Regions from separate parts of the Sus scrofa genome. Here regions 1 and 3 are each linked to region 2. A link is a contact called in public HiChIP or PLAC-seq data. All regions are on one chromosome and are shown on one strand. Each heading gives the region's core, a stretch centred on a gene start, on an enhancer-like site or on the middle of the called end of the contact. The rest is flanking DNA. Distances are from core to core; before and after follow the strand shown. Region 1 holds the start of GSKIP (GSK3B interacting protein). Region 2 holds the start of GLRX5 (glutaredoxin-related protein 5, mitochondrial). Region 3 holds the start of PAPOLA (poly(A) polymerase alpha).

Region 1 (3,221 bases), core at 53-2,552, 800 kb after region 2:
GGCTTCACCTAACTTTCCTCCACATCGCAAACGCTGCCCGGGGGGCCGCAGTGTGCAAGGAATCAACCCTAAATAAAGAAATATTTAGGCATGCTGACATCCCCAAAGATCCTCCTCATCCTTAATCTTTCTGCAGTCCCAGCCCACGAAACAGAGTTTGTTTGCACAGCACCCCGCAACCCTTCCTATCCCCATGGGAAGCACTGGTCACCTTCCGCAGACCTCCCCCGGCCCTCCCCTCCACCAAAAAAAAAAACCAGACACCACTGATTCCCACAGTGTAGACTCCATCACCTCTGTTAAGTTTCTGGAGCACGTGATTTGGGAGCGCAAACTTGCTAGAAACAGATTAAACAACATTTGAACACATTTCTCTGGGGTCCTGCCCCACTTAGAGCCAAACAATTCCCAGGGAGGGACTGAACGTCACCAATCCTGGATGACACTAGGTCAAAGCGCCCTTAAGAGTAGAGTGAGTTCCGCCAGGCTGGCCGCCGGCAGCTCTTACCCATTTGTCCAAGGGGACCTGGGCGAGGGACCCGGTGCCCTGGTACAGGTCCAAGCTGAGCTGCTCCAGGCTCAGTTTCTCCTGCAGAAAGTGGCCCAGGTACCTCTGCAGGAGGTACCTACAGGCTCTCTTCTTGATGGACTCTGAAAACGGCCAAGGCATGATGAGGGCTGGCAGATGGGCTGACGGGGGCTGCAGGCGGCTCCGGCCTCGGGGCCAGGCTCCCGCTCCAGGCGGCGGCGGCGGCGGTGACGGCGCCTCAGATCCCGGCCAGTGTGCCCAGGCTGCAGCGGGGCCTAGGCCCGGGGAGGGCCCTCCATGCCCGCTCAGCGCTGGGCGTCCCTCAGGGCGACCCCATCACCAGCGCCGCGCCGCTCGCGCTAGGCCTGGCGCGGGCAAGGTGCGGAGTCCCAGCGGCCCCAAGCCTGGGGGCTTCCAAGGGGTTCCTGGTCGGCACAGAAAGAGGGTGCAAGACACCGCACGAGGCGGCAGCACCGCCTGCGACCGGGGCTGAGACGGACTCCTCCACCGCTGCCGCGCGACGAATTTGTTGTCATCCGCGGGGCGCGCTCCCGGCTGCGGGACGCCCCTGGCGCGTTCGCGAGACTTGGATTCCCAGTCCTGGGCCGGGCGCAGACGGAAGTGACGCCACACTGGGGGGGGGGGTCCGAAAGAGGCGGGGAAAGGAGACCGGAAGGGAGCAGTTCCGGCTCCGAGGGGGCGGGGCGAGAGTGGGGAGCGAGGGGGCGGCGCCGCAGGTCGGTTCCCGAAGCCTCCGGAGGGAAGAAGAGGAAGGCGCGGGGCGAGCACAGGTGAGCAGCCGCGGGGCTGGCGATGGGCGGCGGGAGGCCGAGGGGGGTTCGGGGGCGGACCCAGGGCTTTCTGAGCGGGACGCGGCGCAGCGGGTTGGGCCGTGAGGGGCTAGGGCGGAAGAGGCCCCCGTGCAAAGAGGGGTCTGGGAGCGGCTCCAGCCTCGGCCGTCCCTGTCACCTTAGACCAGGACCCCGAAACGGGCGCTCGGGACGCCGCGAGCTCCACCTGAAGGGCTGCAGCCCGTCTGGCTCACCCCCTCCACACACACACACACACACACACACACACACACACACACACTCCCTAACATTCCCCTACCCCCAGTATTGACCGGTGCCCATTGTCGGTAAGTTATTCGTCGCCCGCCTCATTTAGATACTGTTTTCCAAAGCTTCATTTTCGCTGCTCTCTAGCTAGCGGCTTTGCAGTTTCCAAAGCGCTTTATCCATCCTGGGTGTGCTGCGCCAGCGACGGGAAACTTCGAGTCTTCGAGGCATTGGTGGGCAGAACTGCTTTCTGTGATCGATGCCAAAGCCTTCCGACCCCGGGGAAACCTGGGCAAGGTACCTGTGCTGTTCTGGGAATCTGCGCAGTCGGATTTCTGCCTTTTACGAGGCAACTCCTGCAGAGGCGGAGCCGGCTTTGCACTTGGTCAACCCCGAGAAGGCCTGAGTGCCGGTGTTCCATAACCCGGAAGCCAGGTGCCCTGGGTTAGACTCCAGCTCCTGGCACTTATTAGCCGAGACACCTTCAACTGGCCACTACCCTCTCTGAGTCTTTGTCGACTGTAGGCATGTTAGTAATATCTTACCTCCAAAGATTATTAGGAATCCTAAACCGGTTAACTAGAGAACGAATGTAAACGAGTCCAGATGCATACCGTGTAATGAAGAATAGTCAATTAGGACAACTGGTTTAAGGAGATTTCGTTTGTATGTTGATAACAAACGTCTTAGAAGTATTAACACAGCCCAGAAACGTTGGCAGATGGAAAAAGCTCTGGATCCCCTTCCTTCAACCACCTTTTCATTTTAGAACCACTGTGCTTTCCAGGGTCATACAAGTGCTGCGAATTTTGGTACCTCTCATTCTTTGTAGACTTGGCCCAAGCATTCTCAGTACCTTCGGTTTCCTTGCTCTTCATTCATTTAAAAATGTTTGTTAAGGATCCATTACATGAAAATCTGTACCATTGGTGATGTGAAAAAGGTGAAGAGAAATTCAGGGATCTTATGTTCTATAGTGAAAAGCCCATTCCTTTATTCAGTAAGTGTTTATTGGTTGCCTGCTATGTGCCAGGGATTGTTCTAGGTGCTGGAGATGCTGCAGTGAACAGATCAAGTCCTTGCCCTCAGGGAGTGCTTACGTTTTATGGGCACACAGACTAAAATCAAATATATCATAAGCCATGTGATAAGTGCTGTAGAAAAAAAATAAAGCAATGTAAAGAGAGTGGAAAGGGGAGAGATTTGTCAGCTTTTCATAGGGGTTAGGGAAGTCCTCCCTCGGTTGAGAAGGTGATATTTTAGCAGAGACTTAGAGGTAGCTGGGGAGCAAGGCATGTGAATACATGTAAGAGTTTTCCAGGCATGGGGAACAGCAGAGTGCAAGGCCCTGTGGTAAGAGCATGCTTAGTGAGTTCAAGGAATGTCAGGAAAGAGGAGCAGAGCTGGGGGAATTGGCAGGAGTGGGATGGAAGTGGGGGTGTGTCATGTAAGGCCTTATAGGCCATTATAGAGACTTTGACTTTTCACTTGGTGAATTACATGGGTTTGAGGAACTGAGTGACATAATCTGATGAAGTTTTTACAGATCATGCTAACTGCTGTGTTGAGAAAAGACTTGAGTTCCTGTCGTGGCGCAGTGGTTAACGAATCTGACTAGGAACCATGAGGTTGCG
Region 2 (3,329 bases), core at 498-2,997:
AAATGAATCACTTTGATGTACAGCAGAAATTAACACAACATTGTAGATCAACTACATTTCAGTAACAAAAAAAAAAAAATTTTTTTTCTTTTTTTTTGGTCTTTTTAGGGCCGAATCCGCAGTATATGGAGGTTCCAGGCTAGGGATCGAATCCTAGCTGTAGCCCCTGGCCTACACCACAGCCACAGCAACACCAGATCCGAGCTGGTCTGCGACCTACACCACAGCTCTCATGGCAACCGGGATTCCTTAGCCCACTGAGCAAGGCCAGGGATCAAACCTGCGTCGTCATGGATGCTAGGGCGATTCGTTTCCGCTTAGTCACAACAGAAACTCCTAAAATAATTTTTAAAAAAAGTAACTTGTAGCAGTACTTAGTGTCCAACAGAAACCACTCCATCTGTTAAACAATATCTGACTGCAAAAAGCTGCTCTTACTGTCGGTTGATAGATAACGGCACTGGCACAGCCATTATCACCGTGGCAACAGTACCCAGGAACTATCAGAGGAAAATTGCACATCGTACTGCTGGCTCTTGAGCAGTTATGCCTCAGCTTCCTCTGAGTCTGCTTTCTCTGCAAGTCTGGTGTGCTCTAGGGTACCACCAACCCTGGGCGGCTCCAAGACTACAGATCACTTGGCGATGTCGCTGAGCCCCGCTCTCCCGGGAATCGTTCTTTCCACCAATATGTGCACCCGCCACGTTCCAAGCACTGTTCTAGGTACTGAGAATACAGCAGTGAATGAAGTCGAGGGTCCGGGAGAGAAGTCAACAAACAAGTTAGCAAACACGTGTCAAGGTGTAATAAGCACAATGGAGACTAGAGAAAGCAGTGGGTCTAAGGAAACTGCCTTTCCCTCCTCTGCACCCCACATTGCTTTGTACCTGCTTCTCATTTCTCAAGCTTTGGGCACAGGTCTCTCTGGAGGTCCCGCACCGGCCCCGTGCCTTGCACGCCACAGCTGCGCAGAAAACGTCTGTCGAACGAGCCAATTCCCTTCTTAGCTCCCGGTTCAACAAACCCTTCCTGGGCCCAGGCCCAGGGGCTTAAGTAGGCCGGAAAGTCAGCGAAGCCCCGATCACACAGACGAGAGCGCTCTACAGTGTTTTAAAATAAAAGCTGTTTTAGTGAAGTAATCGCGGCCCATGGGCGGAAACCAGGCCTCCGCTCTCACATGGGCGGCGGGACCGCGAGAGGCTCCGAGGCACAGGGCCAGGTCGGACGCGGTAGCCCTCGGCAGGCCTGGCCGCCAGAGCCCGGCTTGGTCCACGCTCCCGCCGCGAACGGCTGCGGCATTACAGACGCTCCGGGCCGCTCTCCTAGACCCAGACCTACTCCAGCGCCGCTACCACCCTTACGGCAAGAACCAGGCACCTACCAACCGCGCTGCCGTAGCAACGCAACCAGCCAGACACTGCACCGGAACCGGAACCTCCATCTGGCAGTGACCCCCCTTCCCCGACATCCTCGGAACGGCGAAACCCCGCCCAGTGCGTCCCACTCACCCGGAGTATCCCAGCAGGCCCGCCCGCCCTTGGTGGCGAAGTCGTCTTCCCGCTGGTTTCGCCTCTGCTAGTCTCAAGCGTGACCTTGATGGACATGCACTCTCTCCAATCAACTGATAGAGAGGTTGCCAACCGCCAATGGTAAGGCGTCAAGCTAAGGACCTCCTCCAAGCTATCGGGGCGGGACAAGTAATATGATTGGTAGAATCCAGTAATTGCCGGCCAGCGTTGTCCAATCACGTAGAGCTATTCGGAGCCGGTCCAATGAGGGTCTCCGGGGGACGGGGCGGGCCGCCGCTGGCCAGGCCCCAGCGAGGCTCCTGCTGTCTAACTCAGGTCCCGAGCTGTCCAGGGCTCCGGCGAGCGTACGGGGATGAGCGCGTCCCTGGGCCGGGCGGCGGCGGCTCTGCTCCGCTGGGGGCGCGGCGTAGGCGGTGGTCTGTGGGTCCCGGGCGTGCGGGCGGCGAGCTCGGGCGGGAGCGGCTCAGCGGAGCATCTGGACACGCTGGTGAAGAAGGACAAGGTGGTGGTCTTCCTCAAGGGGACGCCAGAGCAGCCCCAGTGTGGCTTCAGCAACGCCGTGGTGCAGATCCTGCGGCTGCACGGCGTCCGCGACTACGCGGCCTACAACGTGCTGGACGACCCCCAGCTCCGGCAAGGTCAGGGCCGGCGGGGGCGGGGCTGGGGGGCGACAGGCCGAGGCCTCTCTGCGGGGGGGAGGGTCTCTCCGCCAAGGTCTCTGCGGAGGTTCAAACGGGGTTAGGGCGCGGGCTTCCACTCCGCGTTGGAGGGTCTGGAGTGGGGGCGTGATCACCTTGAACCGGGTCTTGAGGATCTGGGGCCCTGGGCCAACCTGGGCAGTGGGGTAAGTCCTTACTTAGCTGTTCCCCCGAACCTCACTCTGAGCAGAAATAGGCATTCGGGGGCATTCTCTGGGGCTGAGTCCAAGTATCGTGGTCAGCAGCCTCACTCCTCGCTCTGCAGAGCTGGGAAGGTGGGACAAAGAGGGATACAGGGGGAACCACTAAGGAGACACTTTGAAGCCGTGACCTGTCTCGTGGATAAGTGTCCTGTTGATGGTGGAGGGAGGGCCGAGGTTGAGGCCAAGGGGGTCGGAGGCTGGTCTGCTGTGCCTCGAGGCTCGCGGTGTCAGGGACCGGCCACTGTTGTTGCTGCAAGGAGGGGCTTGACACAGCTTTTGGACTGGTCTTAGCCGGGTTCTGGCGTTGTGGGAGAAAAAGATAGGAAATTCGTTTTTAGGTACTCGAGATGGGGGAAAGCTGGGGGCTAGGGCTTGGAGAGGCTTGTAGGGATGGGATGGAGGGATGACTTTTGGGCCCCGGCTAACTCAGGTTTGGGAGCTCCAGGAGCCCAGGGCCAGGCAGATGGAGGAGGGTCTGGGCCTTTTCCCTGGGCCCTGGGGCAAGGTGGAGGGCCTTGGCAGCTAATTAGCGTCTTTCCTGTTGAACTCCAAGCTAAGATCCTTCCCTGCAGTCTTCTGTTTATCTGAGTGAAGGCAGAGAAAGAGGAAGAGACCGGAACCCCTGGGTCTGCCCTTGGCTAGGGTTGATGGTGTTGCTGGAGAAATGGGGAGACGATGCTTGTACCCTCCGAAGGGTGGCCTTTACGTTAGACTTTCAGTGTCTGAGTTCCAGCATCGCCCTCGTATCAGGCTTTTGACAGTGTTCTGGAGGGAGTTTGAGGGCACCAGGTTCTCTGGTGTTCTACAAGGAGAATTCTGCTTTTGAAGTTGTCAATCGTAGACACTCCGACATCAAGGAGCCAGGCCGGTGTCACGGAGAGGCTTTGGGCTAGAGTCCT
Region 3 (3,479 bases), core at 168-2,667, 890 kb after region 2:
ACAGCCACAGTAATGCCAGATCTGAACCAAGTCTATGACCTACACCACACAGCTCATGGCAACGCCAGATCCTTAACCCACTGAGCAAGGCCAGGGATCAAACCTGCAACCTCATGGTTCCTAGTCAGATTTGGTTCCGCTGCACCACGATGAGAACTCCAAGATGTTCAAAATTTTAAGGTCAGGTCTACCACTGGGCCCCCAACTAAAGCCACCTTGATGACAAGAGGGTAAAGGAATAAATAGAATTGAGAATCAAACACGTCTGTCTCTAGATCATTGCCGTTTAATAGAAACGAGCGCCACATATATAATTCAAATTTTTCTAGTAGCCACACGTTGAAAAGCAAAAACAGGAAAAACTGTCATATTTTCTACAATGCAATAATTATAAAAACACAATATAAAAAATTGTCAGGTTTTTCACATTCTTTTGTTCATACTAAGATCTCTGAAATCCGTGTGTAATTTATACTCACAGCACATCTTAAACGGACTAGCGTCATCTCAAGTGCTCAAAAGACACATGTGGCTACCCTCCTGGACAATTCGGGTTTAGTGCCCATGCTCTTCCCACTGACAGAGCCTTTAGAAGGCTAGTCCCACTAGATAGCAGTGAAAACAGGGAAATCCTTTGTCAAACAGGATTCCTGAGGATGTACAAATGCATAGTGATATAAAGAATTCAGAACTTTCCTTTGTTTGATTCCTTCCCTCCCCGCCATCAACCTTCTTTGTGACACTTTGGAACGCTTCCTAAATTCGAAAAAGTAAGGAATGTCAGAGTCAAGTCTGTCTCAGGCACTCTTTATCAAACTTCTGCTGGAGGTGGGGAGGAAACTCCCAGATCCCACCCCAGGGCTAGAAAGAGCTACCAAACACCTCTGGGAAACTACCAGCGAAAGGGCCTTGGCTAAAATCCCAAGGATCACTGCTGTCTCGGCTTCCATTGAATGACAGCTTTATCAGTGAGTTCCAGTGCACCAACAGTTACAGAGATAAAATTAGCTCTTGTTCCCGAATCCTCTGTCCTCAGAGTACTACTCATTCAACAGATATTTCCTGAGAGCCTGCGTACATATCGGTGGACAGAAAAGCTCCAAAGTTCCGGGTAGGGGGAACCGAATCCAGTGGAATAGGAGGGAGTCGCAGTAACATCCCTGCGCCCTCTGTCCCCGGCTGTGCCAAGCACCCACCCCTCTTGCATTACAGCATTAAAGAGGTGCCACTGCCCTCGGAAGCAAGCATAACTCTCACTTTGCAGACAAGTACAAAGCGGATGAGTAGTTTGTTACAACCCAAGTGGCCCTGTCCTGAGCCTCGCGCTCGGCGGGCACCTCTCGGGGGCACGCGTGGGCGCCTCGATCTCCTCCAAGAGCCTCAGCCGACGCCGCCCGAGGGACAGCGCAGCCGCCGCGACCCCGGGCGGCGAGAACGGCCGGACCTCACAAGGCGCCGGAAGCGGCGCCTCTCTGGGCTCTCCCTCGCGCCGTCCATGCGCATCGCCCCCGTGGGCGACGACAGCGGTCCGACTCGAGCGACGCCCCGCCGCCGGGAGGGTTCCGCACCGCTTCCACCGCTCCCTGACACCGCCAAGGAAGCCGACAGGATTGGGGCGTAAATCGCCAGAGCGCCGGCCGGCGCGGGAACTACCTTTCCCGTGGGGCTTCGCGGCGGCGGGCCGCTGTTGCGCAGGCGCACGCACGGCGTGCGTGGCGGCGTCAGCGGTTCTAGAACGTTGCTGTGGTAGCGCTCGGGCGCCATGTTAGGACGAAGGGGAAGGAGGAGAAGCGCTTAAAGCGGCGGGAGCGGGTGCGGGAGTGGGGTTGGACCCAGGGCTGAGGCAGGCCCCCCCTCCCTCCCGCCTCAGTGGATCATGCCCAGGGCGGCAGCGGCGGCGGTTGCGGGGGGGAAGTGACTGGGCGGTGCCGGCGCAGGAGACGATGCCGTTGTAAGTGATTTGTATTCTGTTTTCTCTCGCACGCCGGCGGGGCCCGGGGGGCGTCAGGGGAGGGGGAGGGGGCGCGCGAGCCGGGCCCTCGCCCCGTGGGGGAGGCAGGCGGGACTGGGGCTCTTCCTGTTTCCTTTCCTGCTCGCCGCCGCACTTCCCCTTCTGCTCGGTTCCCGCTTCCCCCCACCCCTTCCTGGCTTCGGCGGCCGTCGGGCCGGGGGCTTTCCTCTTCCGGAAGGGCCGGAGGCACCTCCAACGCTGCTGCTCCCACTTCTCCGCTAAAAGGAAGGGGGTAAAAAACCCCCAGTGTCGGGGAGGAAGGCCCTGCTCCTCGCGGGGTCTGCATGCGCGGCGGGCTCGCCCCCCGGAGCCTCTCCGGCCCAATTCTCTGCCTGTGTTCCCGGCCTGCGTTTCCCGTTTCCAAGGTGCCTACATCGTGCGCCGCTGTTAATCCACTTCCACGTCTGAGCTTGATGAGCACTAGTTAAAAACCCAATTTTGAGCGTTGAGTCCCACGGTTTGAATTCCTCCCCCGCCCCAGTCCCCCACTCCCTGGCTTTTCAGCCGTCGGGAAAGGGGCACTTTCCAGGGTGCCCCCTCGAAAGGCGTTGCAATTACGACTTGCTCTCCCTATTTTGTTTTCATAGGGTAGCCGGATATCATCCTGCTTCCTCCTCTATCGAGTGGTACTTTGTGTTTTTCTGATTGTGCACTGAAAGCTAGTCCAGCTATGTCTTCTAATCTCACTAGGCCTACATTTATACTTTCTTTCCCTTGTAGGGTCTTTAAAAAGTTTTCTTTTTTCCTCTCAGAGAACGGGATGTAATGTGAGAACTCATTGTTGGGATGGAAAGATTACAGTCTTTTTTTTCCTGCGTTTATACGGCAGCGTAGAGGCCTGAATAGTGAGACTGCATTTCTTCCGTGTTTGAGGATTCACGTGTAAGAGATGAGGGGTCGAGTTCTCTTCTTTGTAGCCCCAAAACGAAGCATGAATTCATCCTTGACGTTTTACTTAAATGCAGAATAAAGATTTTATGGTTTCTAGACACCTAGTGTAGCACCTAAGCCTTTTTTTTTTTTTAAGTAAAAACTTCTTTTCTGCAAATAGCGCTGATCGTACAGTTTTACTTGTGTGTGTGTGTATGTGGGTGTACGTCTCTCTTTACAGGTGAGGCTCTTTGATACAGATTTTAAAGACATCTGTCACTTTTTACATGATGTTTTAAAAAGGAATTTCATGCTCCTTCCTCCCCCCCCCGTCATTTTTTGAGAGGCATATCAACAGATTATTTCTGTAATGAGAATATTTGTTAGTTTCAATTAAACATACCGAGAAAGTCGTAATCTGCAAGGTCGCTGTTTATTGATTTATTTTATGGAACGATAAAAAATTTACTAGAGAACTGAATCTGAGCAAGATTTTTGTGGCGTTTTTCAATTCAGCAATTAAAGCTAAAGTGACATTTAACACAGAAGTCACATTTTATTGCTTTTTGAAAAGGGACTTTTTTTCTGATAATCATGT

What was found. HiChIP or PLAC-seq counts read pairs in DNA pulled down with a chosen protein or histone mark.
Region 1: a contact with region 2 is called in an H3K27ac HiChIP or PLAC-seq map of alveolar macrophages. The contact joins the promoter of GSKIP here to the promoter of GLRX5 in region 2. A contact is called at or near these places in 1 of 5 promoter capture datasets (liver) and 1 of 2 datasets of contacts at active chromatin or transcription factors (alveolar macrophages).
Region 3: an H3K27ac HiChIP or PLAC-seq map of alveolar macrophages shows a contact between it and region 2, with 12 times the contacts expected there. The contact joins the promoter of PAPOLA here to the promoter of GLRX5 in region 2. A contact is called at or near these places in 1 of 5 promoter capture datasets (fetal liver) and 1 of 2 datasets of contacts at active chromatin or transcription factors (alveolar macrophages).

Annotation. Positions count from the first base shown.
Region 1 is chr7:117,585,505-117,588,725 of Sscrofa11.1, forward strand. GSKIP (GSK3B interacting protein) reads left to right here and starts at 1,303. Exons shown (of 3, transcript NM_001243496.1): 1 at 1,303-1,320. ATG2B (autophagy related 2B) reads right to left here and starts at 670. Exons shown (of 42, transcript NM_001190277.1): 1 at 509-670. The coding sequence starts at 670.
Region 2 is chr7:116,785,599-116,788,927 of Sscrofa11.1, forward strand. It overlaps GLRX5 (glutaredoxin-related protein 5, mitochondrial), which reads left to right and starts at 1,748. Exons shown (of 2, transcript XM_001928993.6): 1 at 1,748-2,167. The coding sequence starts at 1,882. It overlaps LOC100525590 (a long non-coding RNA gene), which reads right to left and starts at 1,502. Exons shown (of 3, transcript XR_116071.3): 1 at 1,382-1,502; 2 at 888-1,100.
Region 3 is chr7:117,674,666-117,678,144 of Sscrofa11.1, forward strand. PAPOLA (poly(A) polymerase alpha) reads left to right here and starts at 1,418. Exons shown (of 21, transcript XM_021099683.1): 1 at 1,418-1,951. The coding sequence starts at 1,944.